Linked DNA regions of Ovis aries: region 1 is linked to region 2. Evidence: chromatin contacts called from public Hi-C data. All regions are on one chromosome and are shown on one strand. The core of a region is the stretch at or near the end of the contact, and the rest is flanking DNA. Distances in the headings are between cores, read along the strand shown.

What was found. A called contact is a pair of places that touch in the nucleus more often than the background predicts.
Region 1: a Hi-C map of liver shows a contact between it and region 2, with 3 times the contacts expected there. The contact joins the promoter of HOMER2 here to the enhancer-like site in region 2. A contact is called at or near these places in 6 of 16 Hi-C or Micro-C datasets (hypothalamus, liver, mixed tissues and 2 more).

What each region holds. Positions count from the first base shown.
Region 1 is chr18:22,559,001-22,564,889 of ARS-UI_Ramb_v3.0, reverse strand. HOMER2 (homer scaffold protein 2) reads left to right here and starts at 2,218. Exons shown (of 10, transcript XM_060401667.1): 1 at 2,218-2,848. RAMAC (RNA guanine-7 methyltransferase activating subunit) reads right to left here and starts at 2,155. Exons shown (of 5, transcript XM_012098521.3): 1 at 2,055-2,155; 2 at 1,299-1,347; 3 at 11-33.
Region 2 is chr18:22,435,317-22,441,180 of ARS-UI_Ramb_v3.0, reverse strand. HOMER2 (homer scaffold protein 2) reads left to right here. Exons shown (of 10, transcript XM_060401667.1): 7 at 1,088-1,244; 8 at 3,413-3,523; 9 at 4,695-4,775. Among named protein-coding and RNA genes, the nearest start is that of TRNAT-UGU, 27 kb to the left of the region's middle. Within about 2 kb of position 2,155, at least 1 of the 54 cell types and tissues checked has an H3K27ac peak or open chromatin away from gene starts, as enhancers often do. A contact at or near this core is called in liver, where this site is marked.

The sequences.
Region 1 (5,889 bases), core at 969-3,468, 120 kb before region 2:
ATGCTTTTACCCTCTGAGCCACCAGGGAAGTCTCTGGAAAGACAAATAAAAAGGCCTTTAAACATACAGCTATTAAAGTCAAGGGTAATTACTATAGAATGGTATCTATTTTCTTTTTTTCTCTAATACATTCTTATTCTAGGTGTTCTGACACATGAAAAGAAGTACTATAAATATTATCTAACAGCTATGAAAACAGAAGTTTTTTTCAGCTGAGTTTTCCAGGGCAATTATGGATTCACATTTGAAGCAGTATTTAACTAAATTTTCAGAGAGCCCCCTACCTCTGAGAAAAGATTTGACTTAGGCTGCAGAAGACCTAATCCTTGAGGAACCAAGGAAGAAAGAGTTCACTTCTTATCTTCAACCAAGATCTGGAAGCCAGCCAGCCCTGGAAGTATTTTGGAGGTAGCCCCCCGCCCCCCCCCCCAATGCTCAGCTGGTAGAGTCCACCTGCAATGCAGGAGACCCTGGTTTGATTCCTGGGTCAGGAAGATCCCTTGGAGAAGGGAAAGACTACCCACTCCCAATATTCTAGCCTGGAGAATTCCATGGACTGTATAGTCCATGGGGTTGCAAAGAGTCAGACAGGACTGAGCGACTTTCACTTTCACTTCACCCAATGTCCAGTCCTTCCTTGATGCAGTCCCATCCCCTACCTTTCCTAACCTAAACCCTATCTTTCTATTCGTTGCCTCAAGACGTTTTATGATGTGGGGCATATGTGACACCATGTTAAAACTTTAAAACCAAATCTCTCTTATTTGACATCCTAGAATTATTTTTCTTCCTGTATCAATTCAGTTTATAATAAAAAGCTTTTGTCAGATGTGATATTAGAAGACAGCTTTTTCATTAGTTTGTCTTTCCTCCAAACTCCTCAAAACTCATGCGAATATTTATAATACTACTGTCGTCCCAATGAAATTACACAAAGATTATTATTTGAATTAAAGAAACAGTATCTAGATGTTTTAACTTCTTATATGTCTTATTAAATACCAGTGTGTCTGAGATTGACAAACAGCTGTCAAATTCTCAAATCCAAGGTATAGTTGAAGATAGATTCAGCAAATTAAAACCGTGCCTCAATTTCTATAGGAATTACTGGAGTCACCAGAAAGATGACCCATACCTAACCATAGGGATGATAAAAATCATAAGGCAAGGCAAATGTGCTACTGTACTATGTTCTCCCAGGATCCCCCTCTCACAAATAAGCAAATGTTTATCATCTTTATCATTACTGGTGAGGATGAAACTTAAATAGGATTTTAATTGATCCATGCTTTACTCACCTCAGGGATTTGAGGCGACTGTTCTGTTTAATGTTTAGATTGTGTAGATCTGTGGGAAGAAAAACAATAAACGACTCCCTTGAAAGAAACTCTCAAAAGGTGTGTGCCGCGGGGACGGGAACCGTAAGGGTCTTAATTAAGTGGTAGGATTAAAAGACTTCCGGCGCTAATTTGAAAGAGGAAATTGGAGCTGAAAGTGCTACCAAAGAGCTAGAAGATGCTACAAGACTTGTCCTCTGGGCCTTCAAAATCAGTCCGAGCGTGAATAATAACAAAGGACGTTATTTTCTGTTAAAAACAAACACAACAACAAACAAGGTAGGTGTGTACTCGAGGACGGCTAGTTTTTAGGCCCTAAATAAAACCACACGGAACTTTCGCTGTGGGTCACTAACCTCGGAAAGGACTACCCAGAACGGGCAGTCATGCCCTGAGAGATGAACCCAGAGAATTAACCGACGAAGACACCGACTGAGAACCGCTGCGTTTCTCAGTTCTCTCTCGGAGCTTTGACTGTTGGGCTCCTTCTAAAACACCTCGGCCCCAGGCGCGAGGGAAATTAGAGGCCGTGAGGGGGAAGCGGCTTCTGGTTTCTCCAAAAAGTCGGGTCCCAGAACTGCAGAGCCCGAGGACACCTCGCCGGCCACTCACTTCTGCCTGCCCGCCCGACTCCCTCCTCCCCGCGGCCCGAACGGACTCCTGAGCCCAGGACTGTGTCTATCCCGCTCAGGGCTCCGGATGCGCAGGGAAACCTACCTCCGGCCCAGGGCGCTGGCACAGTACCTCTCTGTACACTCCTTCAGCTCTCCCAGGTAACAGAGCCACTTCGGCCAGAATCCGACCGCCTCCTGACTTCCGCTTCCGGCGCGCTGAGGCCGAGGCTGGCCTGTGAAGTCTCGCGGGATCTCCAGCTCTCCGTGTGCATTTTCCCCAGTTTTCTCAATGCCGATGGCTCGCGCGGGGCTCTGCGAGAGTAGTTGCTGCTGCTGCTGCTAAGTCGCTTCAGTCGTGTCCGGCTCTGTGCGACCACATAGACGGCACCCCACCAGGCTCCCCCGTCCCTGGGATTCTCCAGGCAAGAACACTGGAGTGGGTTGCTATTTCCTTCTCCAGTGCATGAAAGGGAAAAGTCAAAGTGAAGTCGCTCAGTCGTGTCCGACTCTTCGCGACCCCATGGACTGCAGCCTACCAGGCTCCTTCATCCATGGGATTTTCCAGGCAAGAGTACTGGAGTGGGGTGCCATTGCCTTCTCCGGCGAGGGCAGTTAGGTCGGGCTGAAAGTGTTGATGCTTTCCGTGCACTTCCAACCGGCCTAGTGACTGGCCGGAAGAGACGCATCGCTCTATTTTGAGCCCTCTTGATTTGGAGCCGGCGACGGCTAGGGACGAAAGTTCTGGAACTTCTCAGCTGAGAAGGGCGGGAAAAGCTGCTTTCGGCCGCCTGCGCCGAGTCTGCGTGAGGAACTTGAGGCGATTGCCGGCCGAGTAGGCGCGAGGGGATCCCTTCAGCGATACTACACCCTTCACTCCTGCTCGGGCGAACCTCAGTAGTAAGATTTCTCTAGTCCGTTCTGTACCTGTTTTTGCCGAAACACTGCCCCGCTCTGCCCCAGCTTAAGTCGTCAGTACCCAGCTCCCTTCAGGAGGCTTGTCCGTTTCTTCTGGAATGTTCGTAGGTGTATAAACGCTGACTATTCCGCAGAGTATTTTGGCCTCCTTCCTCCCGAATTGCTTTCCAGAGTGGCTCCCTCATTTCGTTAATACTCTCGTGAAGTTTCCAGCTTGGAAACATCAGTGTTTCTATTTGATGCCGTTTCTGTTTTCCCTATTGATACTGACCCGCGTTTTTGGCCTTTCTCAAGCAATAGAAATTGACTAGTGACAAGAAATTCAGGGGAGGCTCTGTAGAGGCTCATGTCTATATCTTGGGATGTTGACATTCTGTCCTTTAATTAAAGCTGAATGAAATAATAGCTCCATCTAGAAATAAGTTTTCCTTCTACTGAATGTTCATTGTGCTTTGGAAACCATTCTTAATCTGTTCATTCAGTACCAGTTTCTCAGTTGGAACTTCCATTTATGTACAAGTCTTTTCTCCCTACTAGACCGTAATCATCCATTTCTGCATCCTGAGTGTGTAACGTAGTGCTTTGTATAAAATAAGCACTCAGTGTTTGTGGAATGAATGATGAACTGTGAATGTTCCAATCTACGTTTTAGAGACATTATCCTAGCTCAAATGTGAAAGATAGTATGGATGAGAAGATAGGATAGTCTTGGTGTTGGGTAATAAAGGTGAGAGCAAAAAGAACAAGATTACAATAATTGATTGGTATAGTAGCCAGGTTGATGATGGGAGAAAAGGATCAGGAGGAATCAGAAAAGACTCCAATTCTTTAAGTCTTGGAAATTGTAACTGAGAAGGGATGTGCATAGCATGTGTCGGTTTTAAAACAAAGATGAGCTCAGAGCTCAAAAAAGATTTTTAAAATTTGAGATAGTAGGGAAATATTCAGAAGAAAAATCTTAGGGGGTTTTTAGAAATACAGGACTAAAGCTGATGAAAGAGAAGTTGTACCTAAATAGGTAAATGTGTGAGTCATCCATGAAGAAACAACAGTTGAAAACATCAGTGTATATGATCTTTCTGAAGGAGAAAGTATTTATAGAGAAAAGCAGAAGGCCAAAACGTACAGCTCAGGAAATAAGCCATATTTAGGAAGGGGAAATAGGAAACAATAAACTTGAAGGGGAAATTGGAATAAAGATGGGTAGCAATGTAACAGTTGAAAAACTCAGGCAAATGCTTGCTTGCTTGGTATCAGCAGTCAGAGACGATATTTGGGAAATCAGTTTTTGAGTCCAGCTTTCTGATTTCTTTGTGACTTTATTATAGTGTTATTTCTAGGTAATGAGAATTTACGTAGAAAAGAGTATATTTATTTTCTTTAAATTCCAAAACTGCACTTAGGAGCTCCTAGGCTTCAGAGAGTTTCTATGAAAAACTGGGGATGCCAGCCAGTTTTCAAATGAAACTATCTATGCACATAATATTTTCTCATATTCTGATATCTTGTCAGTTACTATAGTTCATTTTCTGGCATCACTGAGACATAATCTATTGTGTGAAAGGGAATTTTCCAGTTAACTGACAGTCTTTAAGCACCAAAACTTGTTAACTGGAACTACTTTTCTAGAAATATATGTAAAATGTAGTACTTACTTCTGTACCATAACCAGAGTAAGTGGGCCATAATTTAATCTTTGCTTGGCAATTAAGGATAATTGTTACAGCATCAACTGCTTGCCCAGTGGCTCAGTGGTTAAAGAATCCACCTACCAGTGCAAGAGGTAAGAGTTCAATCCCTGAGTCATGAAAGATCCTATGTAGAAGGAAATAGCAACCCATTCCAGTATTCTTTCCTAGAAAATCCCAGTGGCCAGAGAAGCCTGACTACAGTCCATGGGGTCACAGAGTCAGCCACGACTTAACGACTAAATAACAACAGTAATAACAATTCTATTCTGCTGGGTAATAATGTGTTTGGGGCCTGTTAATACCTGTGGAAAAAATTACCTTTTATTAGTTGACTTTGCTGTTTCTGTTATTACTGTTGTAGCTCAGTGTTTTATCTTCTCATAGCTTTATAGATTGACCTAATTTGAAGCCTCACTTTGACCCAGAGATCTAGAGGCAAACACGCTAGCAGAAGTCCCAGGGGGAATTGTAGCAGCAAAGAGTTTTCTGAGGCTGTGAGTGAATTTAAGACAATAATCATTTTTAAAATCATTAAACTGGAGCTGAAGAGGCAATATAATTTATTCAAAGGAACAGCCAGTAAGTGGCAGAACAGGATTTGGAGCAAGTCTGTGATACTTAAGAAGGCCTTGCTTTTTCTCGGTGAAACAGTTTTCTCCTTTTCATTCCCTGCTGTACAAGTCTTGAGCCACATTAAACAACTTTGCTGCTGCAGCACAACCCGAACTCTTCCTCTCCACAGTTGATGTAGAGCTCCAGAAAGCAGGGACTCCTGCAGCCTCCCCACCAAAAAGTGAGCTCCACGTGGTACCTGTTTCCTCACATTGCTTCCCTTAAAAACAAAAAATCTCTTGAAGTTGTATTTCATAAGCAAAACCAAAGTCAAATGGCTTGTCCCTGGCTTAAAGGAAGACCGGGCCCTTGAACTTCTAGTATCATCCTTGGAGAGATAGTGCTCATCAGGTAGTAAATTGTCTGAACAGAAAGATATTCAAAAGATGCTGGGCAGCCCAGAAATGTGACATTTATCCACTTTAGCTTAATTACACTTTGCCTTGTATTATGGTTCATTATATATATAAAATCACAGTATTGAAGTGGTGAAAGGATCATCTGGTTGAATGTTTTTGTTTGTTTTTTTTTTCCCTCTACTAAAGACCCCCAAGAGATTAAATAACTTCTCCAAGGTCACAGAATTGATCAATGACAGAACTAGACCTTTAACCTACAGGCATTCTTCATTAGTTTGACATCTTTTTGAGTGTTAGATGCCAGGTACTGTTCTAGGCCCTGAAAATATCAATGAATAAGGATAAAAGCCCTGCCCTCATG
Region 2 (5,864 bases), core at 906-3,405:
GGATTCCCAGCCCCGTCTCCTCTGTCCTCTAGTCCTCAGCTGTCAAATCTGGATCCAGGCTGTCTGTTTAAACCTGGGGTCACTGGACTCCAGAGAGTGGGGCATCAGGAGCTTGTTGAAAAGATCCACAGCTTTCACAAGAGTCTCAGGGGGCCTGGGCTCCACCTCAGCACTTCAGAACCTTTATCCCTGAGGCTCATTTCAGGAAGGAGCTAGACATGGGCCAAGAGGGACCCCTCCTGTGGCCAGGAGTCAGTAGGGAGCAGGCAGGGGGGTCTCTACCACAGTGTGTGGCTTCATTCATGGTTTTTTTTTTTTAATTGAATTAGAGTTGATTTACAATGTTGTGTTAACTTCTGCCATACAACAAAGTGACTCAAAGTGACAACAAAGTTATGCATGTATGTATGTAGTTCTTTTTATATTCTTGTCTGTTATGGTTTATCCCAGGATGTTGAATGGCGTTCAAGGTTTCCATTCTCTCCAGAGTTCCCTGTGCTGTATAGGAGGACCTTGTTGTCTATCCATTCTGCATGTTGCATCTTACTAACCCCAAGCTCTCAAGCTATCTCTTCCCCAGCCCCCTCCCCTGGTAATCACAAGTCTGCTGTCTACATCTGTGAGTCTGTCTCTGTTTTGGAGATAGGTTCATTTGCGTCATAGTTTAGATTCCATATATAAGTGATGTCATAGATATTTGTCTTTCTTTTTCTGACTTACTTCACTCAGCATGAGAATCTCTAGTAGCATCCATATTGCTGCCAATGGCATCATTTCGTTCTTTTTTATGGCTCAGTTCATTCTTAGTTTCATCTCTTCCTTCTCTGAGAATTCTGTCCTTTCTAAAGTGATACCTTGAGAAAAATCACCCAGCAGGGCAAATTAGTGTCCCTTTAGTGGGGCAAATATGTTCCCACTAAAGAGAGGCGCCAGGCCTGCGGGACCCGTGATCCTTGTGGCCAGGCCACTGTAGGAGAGGATGTGGCCTTGAGGGCTGGGCTGAGGGGGTGGCTGGGTCCCCCCACCCCAGAGCAGTAGAATGGATGGTGCCCACCACCCCGGTCACTACCTGGCCCCCGCCCCACAGTGCTGCCAATGTGAAGAAGTGGGAGATCGAGCTGCAGACCCTGAGAGAGAGCAATGCCCGGCTGACCTCAGCGCTGCAGGAGTCGGCAGCCAGCGTGGAGCAGTGGAAGCGCCAGTTCTCCCTGTGCCGAGACGAGAACGACCGGCTCCGGAACAAGGTGGGCTCAGCTGAGACCCTAACCCACGGGGAGTGGGGCGCCAGCATGGGACAGGGCAGCCAGGACCTTCCTTCCACTCCTTCCCCACCCTCCCTCCACTTCCTGCCTGCCTTAGTAAAGGGAATGTAGCCACACACAGAAGTGACTTAATCCTTCTATTGAACTAAGTCTCATAGATGTGTTGCCAAGGGGAAGAGGAATCAATGGGAGACAGCAGCTTTGTCTCTCAAAGAGCACCCTTCCGTGTGCACTGCGGGTAGGCCTTTCGTGGGCAGCCTCCTTTTGGTATTTTCTGTTGGTTCAGTGACCTTCCAGAGGGTGAGGGAAGAAAACAGACTGGGGAAAGGTGAGGCATGATTGCTCAGAAACCCTGCTTCTGTGCAGACCACTATTTCCGAAAACGTGAGTTAGGAAGTGAGGACAGGGAGTGTGAGGTGGGGAGGGGGTGCCCACTGTCCTCATGTGCCCTTCACCCTCCTACCTCGACATCCGAGCATCTCGACCTTTTTTCAGGATTCGCCCGTGGCCTTCTCTGTAATCAGTCCCTCACACTCTGGTGTTGGGCTGAATGGATGTGGAGGTTTGGGGGCCCCCAGTTGAGGTCCCGGGGTTGCCATGCTGTTTTGCTGGTCAGCACTTTCACCCCACAGTTGCTGACCGTGGTCTGCTTTGCAGATTTCAGGGTCCACATCACATTGAGATGGGGACTGGCTCCCCTCACCCCCATTTGTAACCCCCCACCCTGTTCTGAGTGGATCCCCTGGAGACCGCTCACCTTCCATGTCTCACTTTGTGCAGATGGCACGTGAAACTGCCTCGTGTCCTTTTTTCACAAACTGCTGATGGTGAGGGGTGCAGGCCAAGTGCTGACTCTGCGCCTTCCCTCCTGGCTGGGCTCATCTGCCTGCCAGAGGGATCGATTGCCCTCTTTTTCCAAGCCAAGAGCTGAGTTTTCTCACTTCACATCTGAGTGTAAGAACCAAAGGGCTGTGCTGTTGGGGGGGGGGGGTGAGTGGGGGTGGGGGCGGGGGGGAGTTGTGGAGGAAGCACCTGCTGTGTAACTTGCTCGCTGGGTGGGAAGCCCTGGGAACTTGACTTCCAGGGTGGAATGTGGATATCGGGGGACCTCTGACAGCCCCCAAGGCTGGGGGTGCAGATCCTGAGGGTTGCTGCAGTCATCTCTGAGAACTGTCCTCAAGGTGACTACCCAGTGCCCTTCACCCTGAGGACTGGCACTGTCCACTAGTGGGGACCCCATTGACCTGGCGCTTGTGTTACTTGGTTCCACTCCTGCCATCCACTCTGTACCCACACTCTGGCCCCTGGAAATTGCCCAACATCAGACAGCAGTGCCAAGGTTGTCAGGCCTATACATCCCTTCCGGGGGGTCAAGCTGGGGAAGGAGAAAAAGATGCACTGTGAGGATGTGCCGGGTCAACCAGCACCTGTCATCTCTCCAGGAAGAGGCCCACAGGCCAGACGCCGTCTGCATGCATCAGTGGGGAAAGGTCATCTTGATTTAAAAGTTTTGGAAATGTCATTGAGTCCCACAGAACTGCTCGATTCTCTGCCCTGCTGGCCTCAGCTCTGGAGATGCAACAGAATCATTCAGGGCATGATTAAAGTAATGTGAACGTCATTCTGGGGAGAAGCAGACAGATTCATGGGACATGTAGCCCCTATTTGTGACAGATCCTTAAAAGCAAACCTAGAACTACTGTCCTGCGGCTGCGAGAGAAAACCAGAATCCTGGAGCATCCTGAAGCCAGGTTGTGTGACTTCCATGGCTTCTCTAGCATTAAGTGAGGTGCCTTGTGCCAGTATGAGCAAACAGCCTGGGGCAGCCCCATAGCATTCATTTGTAGCCACAAGGAAACATTTGTAAGTGGGTTAATTTAGGGTTTATTTTAAAAGAGCTGTGGCAATCTCTTGTTTAATGATTAAAGTAAAACCCATGGACTGCAGCCAGCCAGGCTTCTCTGTCCATGGAATTCTCCAGGGAAGAATACTAGAGTTGGTAGCCATTCCCTTCTCCGGGGGATCTTCCCAACCCAGGAATCAAACCTGGGTCTCCTGCACTGCAGGCGGATTCTTTACTGTCTGAGCCACCAGAGAAGCCCAAAGTAAACTGGCACCCCTGCTTTAACATGTGATATTTATTATTAAAGATTGACGAGCTGGAAGAGCAGTGCAGCGAGATCAACAGAGAGAAGGAGAAGAATACCCAGTTGAAGAGAAGGATTGAGGAGCTAGAATCAGAGCTCCGAGAAAAGGAGACGGTGAGTGGCAGAGCTCTGAGCCGTGCTGCTCACATCCCCTCGGCCTTGGCGGGTGGTCTCCACCCAGGGACACGGCAGGTGGCCGTGGGACGTGTGATCGGCCCTGGCAGCTGTCCAGACAGCAGCACAGAGACAGAGCCAGGAGCCACACCAAGGCACAAAGAGCCCAGAGCAAAGGCCTGACCATCACCCCGTGCAGCCTCCTTGTGTTTATTATATATAGACAGTCTCTCAGATCCAGGAGGAGTTGGGCATTTTCAAACGCTCTTGGAAACTTTCGTAGATGGTCCCTCATCAGAAGTTGAGTTCTGCTGTCAAATTAATGCAGCAAGAACCCCCAGTCACACAGTCATTTATCTCCTGGGGGGACAGGACAGCTAAGTACAGTGGCTCACCTCTGCACAAACGAGTCCCATTCCGAGAGCATGTTCACAAGTCCAGTTTGTTCCTAAGTCCAACAAAGTTAGCCTAGGTACCCAACTAACACAATCAGCTACGTAGTACTGTGCTGTAATAGGTTTATCATACTTTTCACACAAATAATACATAAAAAGCAAACCCAAAAAATAAAACATTTTTAATCTTGTGGTTTAGTACCTTGAAAAGTACAGTAGTATCAGCTACCTCAGCACTGCTTTGACACTTGCTTCTGGACCTCCTGGACTTGAAATAAAGATACTATACTGCTGTCCTCTATACAGTCCTGTGTAGTAAGGGACACAAAAGCTCAGCCACGTGTGGAGGATGCTTGCACGTGCCAGTGTACACCAGGCACATGAACTGATTTACGCAAGTGGACGTGCGAATGCACGTTCTCATCTGTGTAAGTCTGCAGCTCGAAGGTCCGTATGGAGGGGACTCACTGTCCACAGAGGCTGGAGACTGTGGGCAAGTTACCAGTCCTCTCTCAGCCTCAGTTTCCCTACAAAAAGAGAAATCATGCTTCTCTTTTCATGGTGGTATGCAGGCTTCATGCTTTAATTCACGGGACATAATCAGCCTTTAGAATTACCTGATGTGTGTTAGGTATAATATCATCACCGTTATTTACACGGACAACACAGGTTCCAAAAGCTGCTTCCATGACTGTACACACAAAGTTGGGGATTTTCAAGAATACATTTTATCTCACTTGCTCTCATATTCTTCTTCAAACTTCTGTCCCCTGTAGGAGTTGATAGACCTCCGAAAACAAAGTGAAATCATACCTCAGCTCATGTCAGAGTGTGAATACGTCTCTGAGAAGTTAGAGGTAAGAGCGGGGAGCACATGCACTTTGACTCAGGTGTGAAGGCATCCGTCATGTTACCCATTTCTCCGAGGCCTCTCCCATTCTCGCCTCACTTGGTGAAGAAGAGTGACTTTGGATCCCTAAACAGCCAGTGTAACTACTTGCTGGTTGCCTGCTCTGCCTCCAGGGGAAGACTCAGCTGTGTCTGCCTTTTTGTTTTTCCACTTATACAAAGGTGTCATGTGTGTAACTGTAGTGCAGGAGGCTGTTTCCTGCCAGCAGAAGTCCCTGCAGACCCACAGAAGGGCCAGGAAGGAGCAGGGGACAGAGGGAGGGGCTAGGGAGAGCCTCAGACCAGGGACTGTTCCACTGCCTCAGCCAGAGACCTTGGATATGACCTTGGGCAGGCACGCCTCTTCCTGGCCTCAGATTTCTGATCCACAGAGGGAGTGTTTTCAGGTCCTCCCTCACCTCCGAGGGTCTCCTCACTTCTAGAGCACTTTGTTCAGGCACACAGGCTCAGTGTTAGTAACTGGTTCCTGTAACACATTTTTAGAAGGCCTCATTTTATCCCCACAAGATGGAAGCTCTTGTTTGCTATGAAGAATGATCACGTAAGGACTCACAGCAGTCCCGCCACTGGGAGCTTGACTGTCTCCATGGCAACACCACAGGACAGCCGGTGCGCAGACCCACCGTCCCTGCGTCTGGCACGGCCAATGCTCCCTCACGGACAGCCAGCAGCTGGCCTGGGGCCAAGGAGGCCTTGCCTTCTCAGGGGAGACAAGTCACTCTCCCATGCATGCTGTTTCTCCCCCAGAATGGAACCCAGAGGGGCCCCTGCTGAAAACCCTGGGCCTGGGGCTGAAAACCCCATAGGCTGGGATGTCAGATTTCCTCTGCCAGGCACTTTATGAAAGCATCGCTTGGCACCAGGCTGCTTTGGGCAGAACTCGGAGTTCTGCATTCTCTGTGGGCATCGTTTTAAGATGAGATCGCTGCTGGCAAACAGCAGGAAGGAGGGGCACACACCTGATTTCCGGGGGTGGGGGAGCACTTGACACCTCCAGAGGCAGGCCTACCGCGGGGACCAACTGACTGACTATCACA